2 separate regions of the Sus scrofa genome follow, and region 2 is linked to region 1. Evidence: chromatin contacts called from public Hi-C data. All regions are on one chromosome and are shown on one strand. The core of a region is the stretch at or near the end of the contact, and the rest is flanking DNA. Distances in the headings are between cores, read along the strand shown.

Region 1 (6,495 bases), core at 2,338-4,837:
AGACAAAAAAAAAAAAAAAAGAATGTAGAAAAGAGGTGATAATACATCTGCAACATATCCAAGCCACATAAGAGTCTACACTCGGGGAAGCCCCCTTTACAATACAAAAACTGAAAATGCCCTGAAATCTACAATTAGCAGCAAATATAATTCAATACAGAAAAAATGACCAACTTTAGAAAATGTTTATTCCAAAAATTTATCCTAATTACTGTAAGTACTCAACATATGCCAAACCTGGGCACACACGACTGGTAAAATATTACCTATGAAAACAATGTGGTTGTGACAGTTAAATATCCAGGTGGGAAAGAACTGACAGCATCCTTGTCTTACCCTGTATGATAATATAATGGTGGATACATGTCAGTATACATTTGTCAAAACCCATACAATGTGCAATACTAGGAATGAACCCTAATGTAAACTATGGACTCTGAATGGTAAGGATGTACCAGTGCAAGTTCACTGATTGCAACAAATGGATTGTGCTGCATGTTCCTGAGAGGTTTTGCATGAGTGAGGACAGGGAGGCACATGGGAACTTTCTATACTTTCACTCAATTTTTCTCTAAACCTAATATTCTAAAATAGTAAATTTATTTTAAAAACAAAAACAAACAAACCAAAAACAGGACACTTGTTTCAAGTGGAGAAATATATTTTTGAAGAAATGTACATTTTTCTTAAGTACAAATTAGAGATGCAGAAAATTTTTTGACTAAAAGAATTTCCCTAAAAATGTACAAGCATTAAAGAGGTATAGAGCAAATATAGGTGATAACCCACAAAAGCTTACTGTCCAAAATACGTTTTTGTTGTGAGCCACATGGGAAATCCCAAATACATTTTTAAAGAAAAAAAAATCTACGGTTAATAAATACCTTAAACAGTTTATGGCCAACCTCATAATTCTGTAAGTGATATAAGTGAATTATTTACTCATTAGAATACATTTTCTCTGCTTACTATTTTCTGATTTCCTTGTATTATGGAAACTATTTCCTTTGACCATTTATGAAGTATTTAGGAAATAATGCAAAGTGGGGGGAAAAAGTAATCTTTTTTTTTTTTTTTCTTTTTATGGCATACCTATGGCATACGGAAGTTCCCAGGCTAGGCATCAAATTGGAGCTGCAGCTTCAGGCTTCTCCACAGCCATGGCAACACTGGATCTGAGCCACATGCAAACAGCATCTGTGACCTATGCCACAGCTCACCACAGCTTGCTGCAATGCTGGATCCTTAACCCACTAAGCAAGACCAGGGATCAACTCATATCCTCACAGACACTATGTCTGGGAACTCCAGATAAAAAGTAATCTTTACAAAATTCTTCACCATAAAGCTTTGAAAATAGCCAAAATGCTGCTTTTTACACATTATAATAATACAATGAAATACCATGTAATTGTTAAAATAACAGGAATGTGTGCTACATTGATATATAGAAATGTGTTTGAAACATCATTAAGGGTCAAATAAAATCTTATTTCATTGGACTTTTGGAGATAAAAATGATTACGTGATGGCTCAGTTGTGAACTAAAGGAAGTGCAGTTCCTTTCGCTAGTGATAAAAGAAATTGTTTACGGATATATGCACCATATTCATTCATTTTTTCAGTCATCAGTTCTCAACAGGACTACTGCAATACTCTCCTGAGTAACAGGCTTCCCCCTATTCTTGCTTTTAGTAAGACCATTTTCCTCAAAGCAGCCATAGTAACCCATCAAAAACACAAACTTATGTCAAGCTTCTCCTTTGACTTGTCCATTTGATTATTTGATTCTCTTTGGTTACCTATAAAATAAAATCAAAATTCCCTTTGTGTGGCATATAAAACCCATTAACTGTCTCCTGCCTCCTTTATAGCTTAGTCTTCTTTCAAATGTTATATTCTAGTAAATCTCAACTGCTTTGTGTTTCTTCAAGTTCATGCCACAGTTTCATGATTCTGTGATATTGCTCATGCTTTTCCCTTTTCCTAGCACACGCTCCCCACCTTTTTTTTATCTCTCTTATGCATATTCATTCTTCAAGACAGCTCAGACAGCATTCTCCAAACCGAGTTAGAAGCCCCTTCTTGGGTTTCTATAATATCCTATGCTTACTTCCATATTAGCAGCTACCAAATCAAATTGAAATTATCTGTTTATGTCTTCCACCTTAAGCCTTAAGTGTCTTTAGGGCAGAGGCCATGTTTAGTCAGCTTGTGTACCCAGACAGCATCTAATATTGTGCCTCCAATATAGCAGGCAGTTATTAAGTATAATGAGTACTTAATAAATAATCTCCCAGGCACGGCAACAGGGACAAGTGAACTTCAGATATTCTACTACTGCCATCCAGGAGCTCACAGCCCATCTTACAAAAGAGGACATGAAAAATGACAGCCATGAAAGCACTAGGAATAGTCAAATGAGTCACACGAGGTTAGCGTCTGCTGTCTTTTTAGCCAAATTTACCCAAAAATTCCTTACCACCAACCACACTCATCCTTGAGACTATGAAATTTTCCTCTGTTAAAAATATTTCTAAAAAGTAAACTATTTCGAGACGAGTAAGCAGAAGGAAGGGACAAGCGGTCACATCAATCTACAGACTAAATAATCTACCCCCCTTTGAGAGTTCTCATGTGACCTCGTCTATATAACCAAAATATCTCTTCAGGCTTGTGTTTAAAAATCTGAAATGTGATCAAGGTTTATTTTGTGAATAACAGGAATGGTGGCAGAACCATTTCCTTTTTATTACTACTCTCAACTCTGTTTTATAATGTTAGCACATTAACAAATTAATGGTATTCACCAGGCGTACTGTTAAGATATGAGATAAGATTATCTCATTCGACCTTCATAACACGCTTATGAAGTAAGTACTATTATTAGCTCCATTTTATAGGGGAGGAAACTGAAACTTGAAGAGGTCCAGTAACTTGCCCAATATCACGTCTCTAGTTGGCACTAGAGGCAGGATTTGAATCCAGGAAGTCTGATTCCAGGGCTCCCAGTTTTGATGAGTGCACCATTCTACCTGACCTGTAAATAGTAAAGTACCCATTGCAGTAAATACCCATTACAATTATAAATTGTTCTTGACTTCAGGTAAATGGCAATTTCTAAGACTGAATGAATCAAATTGTCACTTTTGTTGTTGTTTTCTTTTAATTAAGGATGCTCTGGGACTTGTGGAAGTGTTTATTAGTTATTATCATAAACCTTCTAATAGTATTTTAAACTTAAAGAAGTTTAGGGAAACTAATTACCCCACATTACTCTCTCTCTCCTTTGTGATTAAATGAAGTCTTTTATTATAATATTTCATACAAACTTTTATATGTGGCAGTTTTAACTAGCATATGATTTTTCCAGCAAAAACGAAACTTCATGTGGAAAGAAATCCTGAAGAGAGCTATCTAAAAACTAAAAGTGGGTTGTTGTTTTTTTTAACTTTAACGTGTCTCCTTTTAGACTCCAGAAACAGTTTTCTCATAAAGCTGACTTCCTTTCTGGAAATGATTTTTGTTTCCAACCATGTTGAGAATCCATTTCTCTCTCCCTCTATTTCTCTCTCTCTCCCCCCCCCCCAACCCCTCTCTCTCTCTCTCTCTCTGTCTGTGTCTCCCTCTGTCTCTCTCTCTGTCTGTCTGTCTCTCTCTCTCCCTTCTTGCTTGGTAGTAACTAGGAAGAAGGAGGGGTGGGCACAGGAAAAAGGGAAAAGAGAAAACAGAAAAAGAATTGCATGCCACTATGTCTGAATATATCCTCTACTTGTAGATAATTCCATCTAATTTGCACTTTTGTCTTTTTATTTCCGTTTTTGGACACCTCCTTTATCATCCAGCCAACTGGGATAGACAAAGCACTGTTGGTGCCCTGAGCGACAGAACTCTGGTAGGGGGCTGGCTGTAAATTGACGTGGCATGGAAATTCTTCGCTAAGTTGTAGCAGCTTGCATGTTTCTCCTAAGAGCAAGCCCAGCCTCCCGGAGCTGTAGCTTAATCATCATGGGTTCAACGACTTTACAGAAAAATGGATAGAAGTCTTCTGCTCCTTTCTTTGGACTCAAATGTTTTCTTTTTGAATATCTATGATTTAGCTGAAAAAATCAAAGCAGTTAAGTCTGTAACTTTCTTTTTGCAGCTTAAACAACAGAATTTGCTGCTCTCCCTCCCCTATCCTGCAATTTAATTCCTTACAGATTTTGCCATGGGGTGCGGACTTAGAAAGCTAGAAGACCCTGATGATAGCAGCCCTGGAAAAATATTTTCTACCCTGAAGAGACCGCAAGTGGAAACAAAGGCAGAATTTGCTTACGAATATGTATTGCTGGATTTTACTTTACAAGGTACTTTTTGCTTCTTTTTATTTGTTTAATGAAAGATTTCAAAGATAAGGGACTACTGGTTTTTTTAAGTATTGGTTCGTGAATTTTTAAACTGCCCTTCATAATCAGATTGTACAGTCAATCTAACAGTAATGCTTTGTTTCTTCCACTCTGAAAGATTTTTGTTTTGTTTGCTTTGTTTTTTTGTAAATTTGGTTCTTATGTACTTTATAAAATTAGAAAAAGTTCTTGGAAATATGTCTTTCATTTTTAAATCAAGTGCTTATTTGTAGAAGGATATATGAAAAAGATTTGATTTCCAAGCCAAACAGCTATACCCTTAATGACAGTCTGTGTTTTGAAAAAAGATCTGCAAGGCACAAGAAGGTAGCATACAAGAAATATTACTTGCATCATGTAGACGAGTGTTTGCTAAGACAATTCCGAGGTTTCCAGCTATGGTTAAATGTTCTGATTGTGCTAGTCACTTGATATTTTTGACCAAACTAAACTTGAAGTTTGAAAATACAGTAAAAAAGAAAAAAGGGGGGAAAAAATAGTCTTCTGTAAGACACTTCCTTTGCTTGGTGCCTAACAGAGAAACTCCCTGTTCCAGAAAGTTGGAAACACAAATAAACAAGCCCAGATGGCAGCCCTGTGCAAGGAACAGAGGCAGCTCTACTTCACAAATACTTTGCCTCACTTCTTTGGGAAACTTCAGAGTTCTGTACAACCACAATGATAAAACTGCATTTTTTTAAAAGAGCAGAACTATGTCTTTAATTACAGGATACTAAGAATGAAATTTCGAGTGTCTTGCTTGCTGTTAGAATTTCCAGATGTCAGTATCTTAAGCTCTTATTACGAAGTTATACTTTTAATTCTAATAAGCCACAAATTTTATCAGTTAATAGAAGGCTTATACTAAGTAAATTATCATACTGGATATTATGTTAATTTCTTTTCAACTTAAACACAAATTCTCTATTTTTTGGTTGCTCTATGAACAGTGCATCTTTGTGCAAGAGCAGCCCATTTTTCTTTGTCAAAAACTGAGCTAGCCAGCAAGGAAACTTCCTTCCAGAGACATACACAGTCTGTACATATACTTTTAAAACATTCACATTTCCATTTTTTTCTAAGGCTAAGTCTACAAATGGGAAAAATATAAATATTCCTAATTTTCTTTTTAATTATGAAATTTAAAAGTAGATTAAGATAATGGTGATGATCAGAGAAGCAGCCACTCAAATGAATTTTTTATACTTTTTCAAAAACCATCATTTGAGAAAATATTTGTGATATGGTGCTATGTTTTCTCCATTGATCCTTGTAAATTATTTTTTAGGACAAGTTTCTATAAATCCACAGGACACAAACATACTTTCCTTTCCCTCAAAACCTTGTCTGTTCATAAAGTTTATGCCAGAGCCATTTTGCTCTCATTTACTCACCGTCCCTATAGGTTTTAAAGTAATTTGATTTTTTTTAAATTTATTTCCTCCAAACAGTATTAGCAATCTCAAATTTGTATAAATGCAGCCATTTTTGAATCAGCAATCCTTGAAGTCATTTCAGTTTTGTTATTATCAGAAGCCCTTCTGTCTGTGAAAGGAGTGAAATTTCAACCTTCCATTCTAGGAGCTAGAATATTACACTATAAAGTATAAATATGGGCATAGCTTGCAAATGTGAACACAGAAAGCAGGCACACATTTTAAAGTTGCACCTGGATTCTATTTGGTCCTGGCGCCAAGTCTCCTGGTGCCCCTTTTTTCTCTCCAATTCTTCCACATGTTTTTTGTTTTGTTTTTGTTTTTGCCTTTGCCTCAAAAGCCAAGACTCTGTCCGCCCAGCTTCACAAACCAACTTCCTCTTTGTCTCTGACTCCCACCTACTCCTCCAGTGTGTAGAGAAATGAGTCCACGGGGTTAAAACATGCCAGCCGTCTTCACTGAACGCTGGCCCTTCTGCCCTGGGGTTACCATGAAGAGTACTCAATAGTGGCACCTCCTTCCTCTCAGAGACCACGTGCAGGGAACAACCTTTCAGGAAGCAAAATGGGCTAGTGACACCTCGTTTTCCTCTGTTTTTCTAAACAGAGGACATGGGACAGAGAGTCAAGTCCCAGTGGGGCAAGAGGAGACCATTTAGAATTTCCAGGGCC
Region 2 (5,692 bases), core at 1,883-4,382, 570 kb before region 1:
TGTTTTGTGTTTAGTAGGTGAATTGTACAATCCCTTCCTACTCAGACTCTCTGAAAGAGCTCTCCCAGGACAAATACTCTGCCACTTTTTCATCATTTCATACCCAGCCTCCAGCCCACTTCTTAACATGGAAGGAACTCAATTTGTATTTAATAAAGGGAAAAAAAAAACAGATACCAAACAATGGGTTGAACTTGAGCACAACTCCAAAAACTTCTTGATCTGGAGAATTCCTGATATTTTTCTATCTCTTTGCCCTTTTTCTTTTCGAATTTAATTGTATTTCCCTCCAAAAGAGCCTCTGGCAGTGAGGCTGGCTTATATCACATATGGCCACTAGATGGCAGCATGAACCTACCGAAGAATCATTCCTAACAGCGCGCTCAGAGTAGATGCTCCAACAGAGTGTGCACAACCTAACGACACATAATGAATAATTACGGCTGCCCTGGCTGGAGTCCTTCCCTACACCCCTTCCCTTTGGCCTTGATTATGAGGAAACTATAATCGCTATTGATAGCAACAAAACTGTTCTGTTGTTTTAGCCCTAAGATACTGATTCTGATTGATTTTTGAGAATTTGCTCAACTTTTTACATTGATTTTTGACTCTCTTAAACTACTACATTAAAATATTATTTGTCTTAGTTACTGAAATTTTTGGTGCCCAAGGTGAGTGCCTTGCATTACTCTCCTCACCTTAGTCCTAAAAAAATAGGATTGTTTCTGCCTACAAAACAATTGTACAGACACCAGGAATCAGCAACGTGGGAGACTCTGAAAGCATTCGTGCACATCAGAGACCTCAGACACACAGAGCAGGAGCTCAGTAACACACATGGTTTCTGAACAAACAAGGAAAAGTGGACTCAAGAAATGAAGGCATGTGTGAAAGAGGAACTTTCCTTAGTTCTCTACCTGTTTTATGTTTACTCCCTCAGCCTCCTTTTATTACCTGTTCTTCTTCCTCTCCCCCCTTCTTTCTCCCCTCCTCCTCTAGTTGCTCCCCCTCCCCCCAGAACACCATTTGCTTCACTAGGTACTGCATCATGAGCTACCTCACACAATGCTTTTATTTGTTTTGTTTTGTTTTGTTGTCTTTTCTAGGGCCGCTTCCTGCAGCATATGGAGGTTCCCAGGCTAGGGGTCTAATGGGAGCCATAGCCGCTGGCCTACACCACAGCCACAGCAACGCGGGATCCAAGCCGTGTCTGCAACCTACACCACAGCTCATGGCAACGACGGATCCTTAACCCACTTAGCAAGGCCAGGGATCGAACGCGCAACCTCATGGTTCCTAGTCAGATTCATTAACCACTGTGCCACAACGGGAACTCCTCACACAATGGTTTTTAAAAAAAACCTCCCTTCTCTTCTCTCGCTGTTGACCTCTCTCACACAGAGAAGCTTCCCTTGGTTCTGACTCTGTCTTACTTACAGCCTAGAGGAAGCAAGAAGATGGGGGTTGCAGGAAAGAGAGAAAGGGGAGAGATTCAGAGAATGGAAAACTCAGAATCCAAGTCTCTGCTTAGGCCCCAAGCTCCTCAGGGCACAGGTCATGACTGGACTTGACACATGCCTTACACAAAACAAGTACACAATAAACATCAGTGGGTGTGGTGATTATTCGTGTTAATTAGCAGGGTGTTCTTAATAATAATGAGAGTTCATAAAATGAAGTGATTTTCAACAATGCCCTGTGAAAGACTCTTTCAAGGGCTTCACCAGATGACAGCATCCATTAATACTGTAGCTAATGCCCTTAGTGCCTCTTTCCGCTTTCCAGGAGCTTCAAGCGCTCAACTCTAGAAAAGCATGAGGTCAAGGGTAGGCGGATCCCAGGCTTCCCTGAGGACGTTCCCTGAGGCCCAGGTGATGTTCAGCTATGGGCCTGCCACAGCAACTCCTGTGGACAAGGGTGGGAGGAGGTGGTCTGCATTGTCCACCCATGTCACCTTCCCCCGCTACCTTGGCTCTGCCCTCAGATTCGCTCTGCGCCCTTCTATCCTGGGAGCTCCACCATCATGACTCTCCAGCCCCCTGGGGGTAGCCAGAGGGGTTGCTCTGGTATCAGAGGGAAGCTGTGGCCCTCTGCTCCCTCCCTGTAAGGTTACCTGCAGATGACTTTATCTCCAGAAAAACGCTGCTCCTGCTCCAAGCCAGCACAGTCTGCAAACCTCCCACCTCCCCCCACCTAGAGTTGGTCCAGCTCTGCTGCTGGCAGATTCAGGCAAGTGGGGCCCCCACCCACTTTTATTGAACTGCCTATTTATAGAACATGCTGTGGACTCAGACCCAGAATTCCCTACCTAAAGAGACCCAAGCCCACTTCCAAGGTCTATGTAGGTCTTCTTTCCATGCAGACCCAGTTCTGTCTCAGGGTGGCTGGGGTGCTGTGATTCTGGTGTGCCCACCCCTAGATCTCAGAGTGGCCAAAGAGCAGCTCTTTGTTCGACTGGGAACACAGCTTGGATACATGGCGAGGGTATCTGCACGTGAGCTGGCAAAGAAAGGGCTTTGCTGCACACACTGACCTGGGAGAGGTGAAGAGGGGGAGGGGACAGAGGCTAGCTGTCCCTCTCGACCCTGTTCTAGCAGCACGGTTGGAAGAATGCCATGATGCTGGATGCAGACCCGGCCTTCTGTGTCACTACCCAAGTACCGCATTGGTAAAGTAGGAGGAAAGAACAGTTTTATTCCACGTGTGTTAGCTTAAGCTGTAACTGAAATGTTTGTATTTGTGACTCGTGGGTCTCCCTTTGTGCTCTGCCCAAGGCGCCGCAGCTGTCAGGGGAGAACTGGGCTGGGCGCCACAGGCCCCCTGCCCTCCCAGCTCTGCCAACAGCTGCTGGCTTGAATGATCTCTGTTGGAGGGTGCCCTGTTTTCTGTCGGTGCCTTGACTGACATAGTGCAAAAGCCTGACAGTATCTGGCAATACAGGCTCTCGACTCTAAAGAAAACGTTGAGTGGGTGGAAAAGATAGAAACAAATCCTCGTGCAAAACGAACACCCCCCAAACTCACCATGGGGAAACTCCCAGCAGCCAAAGCAGGGGGGGTAAGGTCCAAGTAATGCACTTAGGGACACATATTCCTGCAAGACACAAGCACACCAAGGGCATGATGGACAGAACAGCCTGAACAGCCCCGTGGGCCGTGGCACTTGAAGGAGTCTTGGGCCACAGGGGCTACATCTGGGTCCTCTTTCTCCACAGGCTATTAAAATTCAATTTTTCAATGTTTGTGTAAGATCATTCCAAAGTTCCCATGAAGGTCTCTATGGAACTGCCACCTACCTTTCAAGTGTGATGATCTTGTGTGGACCCCTCTGAGTTGTCCTGGTTCCCAGACCTTTCTGGGAAAGTCCATAGATGTGTTCCTAGTTTGCAATGGCTATGCTTCCCCCAGCAACATTCTATGCATTGCTTTCTCCCCGTTTCTTTCATGTAGTCATATAAAAATATTGACTGAGAGCTAGTAGTTGCTACTCACTGTTGTAGGAGCTGCGGCAACAATGTTGAGACCACAATGTCCCTGCCTTCATGGAGACTTGAGTTCTAGATAACCAATACTCAAACAAATAGCCATTTTTTCAATATTTACTGAGTATCTTCAATAAGCCAGGCACTGTTCTAGGCTCTAAGGATATAACTCTCAATGAAATACAGGTTCGTGCCCGTGCGCATGCACGTACACACACACACCTGCTCCAAGGAGCTTACATACTAGGATGGGAGATAGACAATAAACAAAGGTAAAAAAGCAAAATACACAGTATATGACTTGCGCTATGTTCCCCAGAATGCGTAACGGAACTGAGGCAAAAGCTGATGGCTGGCACTTTCTTTGAGAGTAAAATCCAGATAAGCAAGAATGAGAGGAAAGAGGATGAGGCAGGGAAGGAAGAAGCAAATACAAGGGAATGGGTGACCAAGCTGGCTCTGGCCTCATAAAAACACAGCCAATTACTCAGTCTCATGCAAAGTCTTATGAATTACTTTGTCTCAGAACAATTCATGTAAAGGAAGAAGTACAGCAGATTAAAAAAGCCACAATTTGAATATAAATTGGTGCATCCACTATGGAAAACAGTATGGAGGTTCCTCAAAACACTAAAAATAGAACTACCATATGATCTGGCAATTCCACTCCTGGAATATATCCAAAGAAAAGAGAAACACTAATCCAAAAATATACATGCAGCCCAGGATTCATAGCATTATTTACAATAGGCAAGATGTGGGAGCAACCTAAGTTTAAGATTAAGCAACCTAATCTCCTTCAACAGATGAATGGATAAAGAAAATGTGAGACAGATACACACACATACCATGCCACACTGGAGTACTATGCAGCCATAAAAAGAATAATATTCTGCCATTTGCAACAAGGTGGATGTACTTAGAGGGTATTATATTTAGTAAAATAAGTCAGACATAGGAAGACAAATGCTGTATGATATCACTTTTAGATTTGGAATCTAAAAAATAAAACAGACCAGTGTATATAACTAAACAGAAACAGACTCATAGAGAACAAACTAATGACTATAAGTAGGGAGAGGGAAGGAGGAGAGGAAGACAGGGGTAGGGAGTTAAGAGACACAAACTACTGTGTGTAAAATAAGCTACAAGGAGATATTGTACAACATAGGAAATAGAGCCAATATTTTGTAATAACTTTAAATGGAATGTAATTTATAAAAATATAGAATCACTGTTTTATACTTGAAACTAATATTATTATAAATCAACAATACTTCAATGAAAAAAAACAGCCATAACTTTTCTGACATTCCTCCCCCTGAGAGCCAGAGCCTATGTCCCCTCTCATGAATCTGGATGGGAATTCAACTCTTTGACGGAAAGAATGTAGCAGAAGTGACCCTGTACCAGGTTCTAGGTCTAGGCCCTAAGTGATTGGCCACCTCTACTTCCTGGCTCTTGGAATGCTTGCTCTTTAAGCCAGAGACCATGCTATGGGAAACTCAAGCAATCTTGCAGAAAGGCCTCTCATACAGAGGAACCAAGCCTCCCAGCCAAGAGCCAGCACCAACCTGCCAGGAATGCGAGCAAGCAAATCTGAAGGTGGATCCTCCAGGCCCAGGGCAGCAGAGATAAGTCACTCCCATAACCCCTGGCCAGATTACACTTTCAAGAGCAAAAGAAGTAATTATTTTAAACCCTTAAGGAGGTTGTTACTCAGCAATATATAAACAGAATAGGAAGGAAGAAAAATTTAGCCACAGGCTCTTGTGATGTATTAGACTCTTCCCCAAGAACTATTAACCCCACTGTCTGACAGTTGTGCCATCCAGCTTCTCCAGGTAGCTGCAAGAGAGGCGGGTCCCACCACAGAAACAGCAGCCTTGGTGGCCCATGAGCCCAGCACAGGGGTTTCCCCAGGGTTCTCCACTGCCCTGCTGCAGCCTGCAGCTTTAGGGGCCTGGCCAGGCGAGACAGTGTTGGCATGAGTGTTGCAGAGATCTCCTGCAATGCCTCCATCCTCAGCAGCTATAGGAACCCCAGAGGTGCAGCAGCATGGGACTTGGGGCAAGGTTCCTTCCAGTTGTGTCTGAGCTGGGTGTGAGGGGCCTGTAGCACCCATCTCAGAGGGCCTGGCTGCCCAGGGCAGTGACCCCTCCGTGCCACCCTACCAGGTGGTGGTGGAGCTCCATGAGTCTGCTCTCAGGC

The links. A called contact is a pair of places that touch in the nucleus more often than the background predicts.
Region 2: a Hi-C map of fetal skeletal muscle shows a contact between it and region 1, with 5 times the contacts expected there. The contact joins the enhancer-like site here to the promoter of RFTN2 in region 1. A contact is called at or near these places in 1 of 47 Hi-C or Micro-C datasets (fetal skeletal muscle) and 2 of 2 datasets of contacts at active chromatin or transcription factors (alveolar macrophages and skeletal muscle).

Annotation. Positions count from the first base shown.
Region 1 is chr15:101,498,018-101,504,512 of Sscrofa11.1, reverse strand. RFTN2 (raftlin-2) reads left to right here and starts at 3,587. Exons shown (of 9, transcript XM_021075725.1): 1 at 3,587-4,349. The coding sequence starts at 4,211.
Region 2 is chr15:102,066,876-102,072,567 of Sscrofa11.1, reverse strand. PLCL1 (inactive phospholipase C-like protein 1) reads right to left here. Exons shown (of 9, transcript XR_002339304.1): 6 at 3,024-3,093. Among named protein-coding and RNA genes, the nearest start is that of PLCL1, 450 kb to the right of the region's middle. Within about 2 kb of position 3,132, at least 8 of the 83 cell types and tissues checked have an H3K27ac peak or open chromatin away from gene starts, as enhancers often do. A contact at or near this core is called in fetal skeletal muscle, where this site is marked.